Regions from separate parts of the Mus musculus genome. Here region 2 is linked to region 1. Evidence: chromatin contacts called from public HiChIP or PLAC-seq data. All regions are on one chromosome and are shown on one strand. The core of a region is the stretch at or near the end of the contact, and the rest is flanking DNA. Distances in the headings are between cores, read along the strand shown.

The links. HiChIP or PLAC-seq counts read pairs in DNA pulled down with a chosen protein or histone mark.
Region 2: a contact with region 1 is called in an H3K4me3 HiChIP or PLAC-seq map of forebrain, with 7 times the contacts expected there. The contact joins the enhancer-like site here to the promoter of Uggt2 in region 1. A contact is called at or near these places in 6 of 115 datasets of contacts at active chromatin or transcription factors (astrocytes, differentiating embryonic stem cells, embryonic stem cells and 3 more).

Annotation. Positions count from the first base shown.
Region 1 is chr14:119,094,720-119,101,048 of GRCm38.p6, forward strand. Uggt2 (UDP-glucose glycoprotein glucosyltransferase 2) reads right to left here and starts at 4,715. Exons shown (of 39, transcript NM_001081252.2): 1 at 4,492-4,715; 2 at 588-670. The coding sequence starts at 4,622. Gm16835 (predicted gene, 16835) reads left to right here and starts at 4,246. Exons shown (of 7, transcript NR_153786.1): 1 at 4,246-5,356; 2 at 5,569-5,795; 3 at 6,313-6,329.
Region 2 is chr14:120,296,237-120,301,980 of GRCm38.p6, forward strand. All of the region lies in intron 1 of Mbnl2 (muscleblind like splicing factor 2), which reads left to right. All of the region lies in intron 2 of Gm52122 (a long non-coding RNA gene), which reads right to left. Among named protein-coding and RNA genes, the nearest start is that of Gm52122, 21 kb to the right of the region's middle. Within about 2 kb of position 1,260, at least 142 of the 459 cell types and tissues checked have an H3K27ac peak or open chromatin away from gene starts, as enhancers often do. A contact at or near this core is called in extraembryonic endoderm stem cells, forebrain and stem cell-derived neural progenitor cells, where this site is marked.

The DNA of each region.
Region 1 (6,329 bases), core at 3,465-5,964:
TTTTCATATACACCCAGGAACACTTGCCCAAGGTTGGTATAACCCAGAATATTACTGGGTAGCATTCAATCACTTATTAGGTGTATGCACCACTGGGTTGCCCACAGATTTATCTGAGTTGGGGCGTTTTCTCAACTAAGGTTTTCTCTGTACAAATGATTCTAGCTTGTGTCAAGCTGACATAAAAAAAAAAAAAAAAAAACAGGCAGTGCAGTTTTCACGGAAACATCTTTTCATGTTTAGAGAGGGTTTTTTTCTTTCCTTGCTTTGAGACAAGGTCTCACACAGCCCAGGGTGACATTTGACTCAGTACAGAGCCAAGAATGACATGACCTTCTCATCGTTTTGCATCACAGGTGGTAAGATTACAAGAACATAGTAGCATCATGCCTGTTTCTTTGGTAATGCTGGTGATCCAAACCTGGACTTCTTGCGTATTAGGCAAAAACTCTACCAACAGAACAACGTGCCCAACCTTCAAATTTAATGTTCAGATTTATTAACCCCATTGGCGTTCATATTTAATTATTAGCTAACGCATATACAGAAGTATAAATGCTATATGCTAAAATGTGCGCATCACTTACCTGTCTGCTTATAAACTGCCAGTTCTCTTACTGTTTCCACAAACTGCCAAAACTTTTCATTACTTTCTTCTGCCATAAATTCACTGTTTAAAAATATCCATCAATGAAAACAAAAAATAAGTTAGATGCTATAAACTACACTATAGAACAAAATATTTTATGACGAACTCCAAAAGTAATATTAAATTACTGATATCTATTTACCATAACACAATATGAAAATGAATTGAAATTTTCACCTGAAGTAATTATATATATATAATTATGTCAAAAAGATTATACTATATATTATTTTTTGGCATTTCCTTATCATTATCAACTACTTAGAAATGTGTCATTTGTTTTTCTCTCAACATGAAATATCATTAAGGTGAGAAAAAATGAGAATATTAAAGGTAAATAGTAAATATAGGGATCATTTATTGTTCATTAACATAATTAGCTCTATAAATACTATGTAAAAGTCATATATAATAGCCTATTGCTAAAGATACCAAAGACCAGGAGACATGAAGAAATCAAACGGCAGACCGTTTGGGGAGAAAACTCATCAATGGTCTTAACACTTAACGTCTGTGTCTGCACACTGCAATGACGACCAGCCTGGAAAAGGACGCCCATTGTATCAAGAGTGGCATGAATGTGTGAGAGTAATCAACTATTTTCTGATTGGACTTAAGAGTCACTAGACAGGAGGAAACTCATGTTTGGTACTATAAACTTTGCGAAGAACGTCTCAAGGGGGATGTTATAGGTCCTAGGAGAGAACCCATTATTGTTTTGCTAAATGGGCATAATATCAAGCTGCCTTCTAAAATCTTATTTTTACACCCACAGGTTAATGTAGCTCTCAAATCCTCATTAGGAAATCTTTGTGCATCAGAGGGAAATTAATACAACAACTTGAAGCTGGCTAAAGTGTAAAGAGGACTTGTCTGTGAAGTGTTCACCCCTCAAGAGACTATACCATACCATTTCCCTGAAAGCTCAGAGGATATAGAATTAGGTATAGAATTTTCCACTTTGGAGTCATGTTCACACTAACAATTTTTGGGTTTTAAACTACTTGGGAATCAGATGTGGGATACCCAACCTGCACTGGGTAGCTGTAGGTAAAGGTATGATCCATTCATACGACAGCACTTGGTTATACGTATTTTTCTCACTATAGCCCTGCTCTAGACAGTTTTGTAGGTATTCTGGAATTGCCACCGTCCACAGTTGCAGCTGAATGGCTGAATAGACCCAGGAGTCGCCTCCCTACATTAAACAAATGGTAGTGACCTTCCTGGCCTTGGCCATCTCTCCAGATCACATTGATAGTTTCCTAATTTTCATATCCTTTCCAATATAAACAGCCTGAGAAAATTTCCAAATAGCAAAGGGTAGCCTCATTTTCCCATGGCTTATTTCTCTCTTCATCCTGTAGCTTATGCAGCAAAGAGCTACAAGGTGGCATCCTGGATAGTTCTTGAAAATCTCCTCAGGTAACGGACAACTGTCCAAGTTGGTGTTCACAAGTGGCTGAACCTACGTTAGCCGGTATATACGGTCGATATATATCAAGACCCACCCTTTCTCTTGCTTCCAATAAATAACACATCCCTTTTGAATCCTTCCCATAACTACTTTCAATACCCATGTTTTTACCAACATCTTATTCAAGACTATTCATTCTCCAGAAAACAACAGCTAGTTCTACCACACTCACAGAGTCCTCACCAGAATTACCATTATTTTAGTAGCCTCCTCAAGGTGATATAGACCTTTTCTACAGTTCTCAAAATTCTTGTAGCCCAAACTCACAGCTACTTCACAGTTTTGGGTTCTTGTTGCATTGAGATCCTATTTTCGATATCAAAATCTACACGAATTTCCCAGTGCTGTTGTAACAAGTTGCCAAAACTATGGTGGCTTCAAAAACAAAGACATTCTCTTATGACTCTAGATGTCACAGGTCCAAAATCAGTGAATGGATGGTACTTTAGTACTTTTTAAGACTCTAGAAGAGACTGTTCTTGCCTCTGCTCGTTTTATTGGCTTCAGATGCTGTGACTTGAGGCTACTTAACTCCAATCTCTGACTCTAACCTTGCATGACCTTCTTAAGTATTTTTATGTGTCATGACCCTGGACTTGGGGCCCACTAAGTTAATTAAAAATGCCCCAATATTCTCAATTAGGTTTGCAAAAAACTTGACCATTGACAGATTTGGGCGTTAGGATGTGGACATATCTTTGTGGGAGTTGCCATTCAACCTACCACAAAGTAAAGAGGGTGTCAAATTTGGCTCAGACTAGGTTGTCAAAAGCTTTAAGGAACATTCTACAGAAGTGATAATCTGGAATTCATGAAACTAAAACACCAACAATACAGCTAACTGTTAAAACAAACAAACAAAACAAAACAAACAAACAAACAAACAAACCCTGCAGGAGATGGGGAAGAAGAAGTGTAGGAGTCATGGGGGTGAGGCCACCACCACAGCCCACAGAATCAACTAAGCAGGATCATAAGGGCTCACAGAGACTGGAGCAGCAACCACCAAACCCTTGTGGGTCTGCACTAGACTTTTTGCATATATGTTATGGTTGTATAGTCTGGTGTTCTTGCGGGACTCCTAACACTGGGAGAGGAAGTCCCTGACTCTTCTGCCTGCTCTTAGACCCTTTCCTCTTACTGTGTTGCCTCACTCAGCCTTTTGTGGCTAGTGTTACTGTAACTGGCTATGCCATGTTCAGTTGATATCCTGAGAAGCCTGCTATTTTCTGAAGGAAATAGGGTTCTAGGGGAGATGGGAGGTTGGGGAGGGAGGGGAAACTGCAGTCTGGATATATAGTTTAGGAGAGAATAAATACATAATAAAAAAATTGACTGACTGGGACTAAATGTAGGATCCGGTCCATGCACTGCCAGGACGCACTGTAGATAAGAGGAAGCAGATACATTTGAGCTAGAATCTCCTAGTCAATAAACGCTGTGTGCCATCAAGTAAAGGCAAGGCAATATAGTGGTGGATTTTTCCTTTGTTTTGTAGAACCATGGGATGTTGTCTTGTAAATTCATAAAAAACAGTTACAAAACTGCTTATGCTCAATATTAAAGAACTAAATTTGAGACAAAGTTTCCCTTTTGTAACTTCAGACTAGCCACAGACTCATGTAATCCCCAGGGATTACAAAGGTGTATCACCATGAGAAGCAGAGTTGCCATTTCTGCTTGCGGGATTACGATTGTCTGCTTTCTACAAGGTAACTAAACAGAACGGAAAACAAATCCCTTTGGATGAGATATTTGGGGGGGAGGGTGTAACCGAGAAACTGCCTTCTCCACTGTTAATTTTGGATATAAATCAAAATTATACTCCAAAGCACTATCTGCTGACTAGAACTTTGCAGAAGAGCTTGCACTAAAGGCCACATTCTGCCCTCTACATCAACAAGAGCGCAGGAACAGGAATAAACTTGGGACACAGAAGTTTTAAAAATCGTAGGTGCGTGGGAAAGGTGGGGCGAGTGAGTGGCAAGAGTTGTCCAGGGACCATCTAGAGCATTGGTGCTATGGGTGTGGGGGGGCGCGGGGTGGGTGGACGACGAGATGAAACCCTATCTGAGAGCCTCTGATTAGGTCTGAGGGGATGGAGTGTGCGGCTCGGGACGCTAAGGGGGCGCGGGCTCGCTCCAGAGGACTGCAAATCTAAGCGGATGCTGGGGTCAGGCGGGAGAACGCCTCGGATTGCCGTCAGGACTGGGCGGACACTGGATCTGAGGGGACATGGGACTGTGAGCGACCCTGAATCGCGAGGTCTGACAGCATCTTGCGGGAGGGGATGTCTCAGGGATGCCGGGTCCCTCCGCCCGCCGCCACTCCCCGGCCGCGGCGCTAGCCGGGCCTGGGCACCCACCTGGCCTCCAGCAGCAGCGGGGTCTCGGGCCACTTCGCAGTCAAGTGGGCGGTCACCGCCTTGGACGCAGTCGCCGTGCTGGCGCCGAGCAGGGCGAGCCACAGCGCGACGGAGCGCAGGAGCAGCCTCATCCCCTTCGTGGCTCTGGCCCGCACCAAGGCACGCCGAGGGAAGCGCGAGACGCCACGCTACGGTCTGGTCCTCCCGGTGCTCCGCCGTCCACTTCCGGTGGGGGGAGCTGCAGTCCGTTAGTCCGCCGGTCGTGGGCGTGCGCATGCGTGGCCAGCGAGGTCCAGGGGCGCAGTGGGGGGAGCCCCCGGGTGGACATCGGCCCCTTGCCTACGCAGGGCCGCCGCGAGGATTTTCGGAGGGTCCGCCGCCGGGTCTGGGGAACCCAGCCTTCCATGCCAATCTACCGCTAGCTGGAGCTGCCCCAGCCCCGCTGGTCAGGGACCCTGGGTGAGGGCCAGCTTTCCGGTTAGCATCACCTGGGGGGAGCAGGAGCGAGAGTAGGCCTCAAAAATGACGTAAAAAGGCGCAGGCGACTCCTGTGTGCACTGTTGGGAGAGCTGTGATTTATCTATCTATCAGTGGGCTTTCCCTGCTCTCTGGCTGGTTCTGAGGGCTGGACCTCGCTCCCCGCCACTGCCACCCCCACCCCCCAGGATTCAGTGGTCTCCTGCTGCTATCAGAAGTGGCATCTCAGGCCTGCCACTTGCTTTTGGAGTTGGGTGCAGAAGTGTCCTGACTCTCAGCCCCTTGGAAGGCCCAGGTGATTCCTGTGCCCCACAAGACTGAGAGGCGCTGCTTCAAGAGATTACAGCTGAATAGAAAAAGAAAAGTCGGAAAATGATAGCAGTGAAATGTAAGAGAAAAGTGGGGAAAAAGTAGTTCAGGAGGAGCACAGAGCCCTTGCTTCCCATTTGTGTACACCTCTGCTCTGTGGGTACACCCCATCTCTTCCAGCTGCCAACACACACACACACACACACACACACACACACACACACACACACGAGACAGATGAAGAGAGGCAGAGAAAGAGAGAAAGCACTCCATTTACCCTCACGTGTTTAGTTTTCTTTAGAAGATGCTGTTCAAAAATCTGCTCAGGTGAATCTCGACGCCAAAGTGGCACCTTCACTACTGACTTCTCTCCCAGTGACTCTTTTGTCAGCTGTCGTGTCGCTGGATTTTCACTTTAGGACCTGAACGCAGAACTTACTTACTTCCTACTGTAGATGGCACTTTTCTCTGAGGACTCATGCCTCACTCATTTCTGGAACAATTTATGCCGAGGATCAGTAAGTATCGAAAAGGCCTGGGTAGGTCCTGGGTAGGTAGACGGGAAGTTTACCTAAGGGCGCCGAACTTGCTTTCCCGTCATGGAGCCTGAGGAAAAGTATATTGTGAATCCTTAACATGTTTTGTTTTCGTTTTTTCATTTTTGGTTGAGATGTGGGATAGAAGGAAATCAGATGTTGACAGAGCCAGCCTTAAATGGCAGCATGTCTCATACAATGCCAATCTTTACTCAAAAAAAAAAAAAAAAAAAAAAAAAGACTTGCTGTATAAGTCACATGCAATATATTATTAAAGGACATAATAAACTCAAGTTAGAAATAAGTTAATAAGATAATAACTAAAGTTACATACTAAGAATCCTAATTCCTGTTGAATTCAGAGAAGTGGACATGCTACACCATTGGTTTGGAGAGAATGAAATTCACTTAATAGTGACCATTCATTCACACAATTACACACTTTATCTCTTACGGTATTTTCCTAGAACGGAAATGACTTTAGAACATTTTCTCACAGAGACCATCTCTCCAGGG
Region 2 (5,744 bases), core at 10-2,509, 1.2 Mb after region 1:
TATTTTTTTTTCCTGCTTTATGTTGCCTGATTGACAGTTTGAGTACAGTTAAGCTCGGATCTGTGGGGATGCTACTATAACTGGCTTGCATGGTGGAGTCATTTTCCACTGACATCATCCTCTGAAAGCTTCTGAGAGAGGGAAAATGAAAGCAGAGGAGGAGAGGGAGGTCGAGTGCCTTCCGTGGAGAACCCGCCATTTTGCCTGTTGACTCCACCCCCACCCCCAGGTTTGGCAGAAGCTCTGTGTTACTGACCCAGTCAGGTCCCCTCCCCTGAGTTCCCCAGGGGACTGTCTGCAGCTGTGGCCCATGAAATCCACGGACACTGCGTGTAGGGGTGAAAAACTGATTCAGTCACTATTGCTTGAATGCGCCAAATTCCAGTGCAGTTGAAATCCGGTGAATTTCCGTTTGCCCTGGAGGATAGAACAGTCTTGGTCCTTATTTTCTTATAAAATTCCATTTGATGGTTCTCAGCTAACAATCGTGAGGTGGGCAGACAGCCTGTGCCAGACGCAGTTCAGGGTGCTGGGCCACAGAGATGCCCTTGCCTGGTCTCAAGGTCCATCGGCGAATCTTCCAGCTGTAAACACGTAGCAGAACAGTCAACCTCAAGGAGATGAGGGCGAGGTTAGAGGGGACAGGGACCAGGGTAGGTGGCTGTGGTTGTTCTTCTGGGCAGCAGATCATAGGGCAGGTTGCTCTTTTTGAGAAGGGAGGTTTGACGGCTCTGCTGAAGAGCAGCAAGCAAAGAAACGGGGAGAAGGATATCATGATATGAGAGTCCTTCTAATTAACAAATTCCTTCTAATTGCTTGCTTCTGGGACGTATCAAGTCTCATCAATAAACTAAAACTAACGGGCAATTGAGCATTAAGCCATAAGCTTTGCTTTCTCCCCGCTTGCTTGCTTCCCTCTTTCAAGGGAGAGCCACACGAATTAAGAGTTAAATTTGCCAGCAAATAAGGTAAGGAGAAACAAGACTGCTTTATGCGCTGTGGACAGGGCTGGGAGTGGCCATGTTTACCTCTGGGACATATCTCTGCTCTCATTACTGTTCAGCAAGACTGGGGGGAAAGAACGCAGGGAACTTGGGCCTGGATCCTTGCTTGTTCCGCACGCACTGAGTCTTCCATAGCAGGGCAAAAACTTGCAGAGCAGCCCCATCCTTCCTTCCTTCCTCGTGGCCATGCTGCGAACAGGATTTTACTCTCCCCTCAAGCTAGAAATGTCTGAGAAGGGGGGAAAACAACAAAAACATCTCACATGGCATTGAATAATGGTGGTTTCAAAACTCCTCCTCGTTTAGTCTAATTTACAGGGTGAGGTCATACGACTGCCTGGAAAATTCCAACGTGATTTTTTTTTTATATTTAGTTTATTCACATAGTGCCGGACGTCAAAAAGTTTAAAAGCCGGCTCATAAAGTATTTGCAGTTCATGTTTTCTTGCATTTTAAACACCGTGACTTTTGTAGCTGTTCTGAGTAAATGCAGGCTACGGTAAGTCTGAAAACAATGAAATGAAGGGCAGGGGACAGAAATAGATCAGAGCTTGGTAGTGGATCAAAATGAGAGGACCTGAGGGAAACTGCATCTGACAGAAAGGTGTATTCTATTTGGGGTGACTACCCTAAGCCGTTGAAGGCTGCAGGAAACTTAGAAACTTGGCTTTTTCATGTATTTGGGGTGCTTTTGTGACTTTTGTTCTGCAGTGGAGACCAGCTGATAATGTGCCTTGTTTTCAGTGGCTTTGTAATCTCAATTTTCTGCCCCTCATATAATGGCCTGTTTGTTTTTGAGGCTAGTGCACGCTGGCCAAAGAATCAGACATTTGTTTCATGGTGCTTGTTTTGAAGAAATCAGTTCTGGGTACATCTTCACACTGCTCATAAAAATAGGGGCGTTTCGGGTGACCGGTGCCGTATAGGCTGGAGGAGGGTTATGTATATAAAGTAACACATGATAAGACTTTATTTCAATCCAATTACTGGAGAACCTGAGTTATACACCATTCATAAAGATATACAGTTTTATTAATTATGGTGACATACAGCACTTTGAGCTGGCCAAGGGTATCATATCTAAGGATGACCCTTAAGAAGCTCTTACTAATGAAGAGATAAGAATGATTTATAAGTGGTGTTAAGATATTTATACCTAATGAATGCTAATGAGATGGCTGGGAAGTTTAGTCATGTGAGTAGGGTAAATATTCACATGAGAATTATGCCTCCTTGACTTCATTTATTCACCAGGCAAGCTCCTTATATGTTTTAATTTCATAAGTGTTCAGAGGTAAACTTTGACCGAGTCTGGGGGCAGTTTCAACTCACATGGGAATTCTGATCACTTTCTGATGGCTGTCTGCCTGGAAATTTGTTGTGAGATGTTCTTTGATGCCAAGCCTAAGTTTGAAGGGGTAAAGAAGCTGGGATCACTTAGTGATGCCTGCCGGGAGGACCAGGTGGCATTCGTTCGTTTACTAACCTTGGCAATGGGTCATCTAAGCCGTTTTCAGGAATCATCTTCATTACCTGTGGAGTGGTAATGACTTATCTGTTATTGTTAACACTGTCTCTGGATGCTTTCAAGACCCAACAGATAGCGATATTTTTTTCTACAGGAGTGGTAGCTATTTAAGTATCTTAATTTACGTCTTCCTTGGAGAAGAACATTTGAGCTGAGTTTAGCTACATAGAATACATTTCTATTTTTACTTCCTCTTAGGAACAAAAATATTTTATAATTCTCTTTTGACTGTGTCTTGTTCTTTGTTTTCTTGTTTGTTTGTTTGTTTGTTTGTTTTAAGGTAGGACAGGACTGTGACTCTAAGATGGGTCCTGTGACATTGTGTTTTAGTGTGTCACATTAGATTCAAGTGTAATTATTATCTTAGTTTTTGAGGTAAAGTGAGGAAGCACTTATTTCCCTCCACTGAAATAAATTTGGAGATCAGACCAAGACCACAGAGTACCATCACCTTCTTTCATCTTGAAGCTAAACAATAGATAACATGTAAGACCAAAACATATGGGACTACCCTTAAAGTGTCTGCTATGGTCTAGGACATCAACGCTTACTTTCAAAAACATTTTTTTAAAAAAGTATAATGCTGTCAGGGACCCAAGAGATGGATATTATTGTCCTAGTAGATGGACCTGAAAAACAAGGTTTCTGAAGCCTGACTATTCACCCATTGTGAACTGATATTAGAACCAATCTAATGGAAGTCTTAGGTTTAAGTAGATGTCATCTGTCTCAACTATTAACAGGACTCTGGCAGTGGGTATTTTCTGCACCGAGTAAAAAGTACTCCAGGGAGCTCAACAGTGTGAGATGTTAGCTACTGCACACGTTCTCTCTCTCTCTCTCTGTCTCTCTCTCTCTCTCTTTCTCTCTCTCTTTCCTCCCTCCCTCCCTCCCTCCCTCCTTTTTATTAATTTCTCTTGCTGAATTTTTGACCCTGTGCAGAGAAAGACCCACTGTGCAGACACTTGAAGACAGGCCCAAATGTCATTTTCCTTCCTGCTGAAGGACACAGACCTTGGCTTTATGAGCTGCTAACAGTCTGTTTTTAGCACAGAGCCAGGAGATTGTCCTAATACACTTAGTGCTGTTCCAAAAATAGCACGGGGGTGGGTGGATCATAAATCTGAATCACTTATAGGGTCACAGTGGGACCCACCAGTGCTGGTAATCTTGGGGAGAGAGTGTTGTGGAACCTCAAGAATTAAGCTAGCAGTTGGAATTCTTTGCGACTGTGTCACAGTCCATCTGTTGAATGCCTATTGCCTGTCTGTGGAATTTAAGCAGATAGGCATGCTAGAGGCTTCCTTATTCGCTGGGTAAAACTCTCTGTAAACATTAGCAGATAATATCCATGGTAATAATTATATGAAAAAAAAATCTATGTAACTGTGTGAAGAGAGCCCCAGGATACCCAGTGTGCTTCTCTGAAACGACCGTGCTTGTTCCTTTCTGTTTAAGACTTCATAGAGGGATAAGCATCTAGATTCATGTTGTCTTCACAGTACTAGAGTCCTGAAAGATGTCTGTCCTCTGAAAGTTGTCTGTCCCCTGAAAAATGTCTGTTCCCTTTCAAGGGTATGCTACTTCCAGTTTGAAGATTCTGCATGGTCATTTGACCCTGCTGTGCTGTCAAGCCAGGGGTGGAGGACGCTGTAGGCCTAAAAGGTCATAGTTAGGACGGTAGTAGTGTTGCTATTAAAGCAACTTAGGAGGGTAGATGCTTTGGTTAATTCATTTATTAAACAGCTTTAAGAAAGAAGACAGACAGACAGATGACAGGAGGGAGGGAGGGAGGAAGGGAGAGATGTTACTCCACATTTTAAACATATTGGTTCATTGGCATTACTTTTTTATTTTAAATCCTTTTATAAATAGCTAATATTTGAATCTATAAGCTAGTTGGTTGATCTTCCTGTAATTTTTATCCTCCCAAATAAGTTTACTTCAATCTAGAAAATATTAAATCAAAAACTAAAACAACAGAATTTTTGGCAACTCTTTTTACCACGAGCTGTAACCTCCTGCCTTTGCCATGGGACAGCCTTGTTCTTGTCTGTTGTTTTTATGCGCCACAGGAAATAATATCTCTTGGCAGTAGCTCCTTCTGGTATTTATGACTCCCCAATTTAGCATGTAATTATTTATTTTTTCCCCTAACAGTTTATTCTTCATAATATTTTGTAGTTGCGGTTGAGGCTCCTGTACTTGGCTGAATAGCTGAATTGGCTGAAGCAACAAACAGTGGTTACAGGTCCTTGATAGCCCAGATTTAGGATTTGCCACCCATCTCCAAACCATGGGCTACTGGTCCCTAAAGAGACCACACCATAGCACAGTATCTCTGTGTAAACCGTGAAAGATCAGAAGTTGTATATTAGTCATTGCTGTGAGAATGAAAGAATCAAAATAAGACCCTTCTTAGAGTCCCGCTTTCCCTTCTAGAAGCTTATGAGAGCAAGTAACAGGCTTTAGGGCAGAACCTTCATGAAATGTTCCAACTGCCACTTGTGGTTAATTTTATATTAGTTATGTTTTATTATTAGAAACAATAATAAGCAGTTATAATTTAACATTTTATGCCAAGCCTATGAAAAGTGCTATGCAAATTTCACTATTATTAGAAAGCTACAATTTGCAAGCCATTGGCTTCTTTTATTTGATCTCTTAAACACTGGCCACCCCCCCCACACCCCAACTCATTGACTGTGAATCCGAATTATCCAAATTATCATCACCTTGTTTAAATACTAAACTGTATTTTACCTCGTGACTTGTTCCTTCAATAACACATAATTTCTGATACTCAGTTTGGACAACAGACTGTGATATTTAATATGCCTATTGTGACGTCTAAGCGAGCTTGGCTCTCGACAATAGAACTGTAGCCAGGCTTACTGAGATCATATTTTTGCTATTTTTCCACCTTCTTTCATTTGAGAATGTTCTGAAGTTCTGGAGGGTGCATCCAGATTGGAAAAATGACCATCCTCTGATCCTAGCTAGTAACATTTGACCTACTGTTCTTTAAAAATGAGAAAATAACATGTTTGTAAACTTAGAGGCCTGAGGGGAATTTTTAGGATTTTTTTTAGCTTAAATTCTTTATATTTCAGTTTATTTTCTGAGAGTAAAACCTTTTTTACCTCAAGAAAAAGGTATTTAAAATCGTATAGTAAGTATTTGGACCTGCCATTCTACAAGGTTAGAAAATC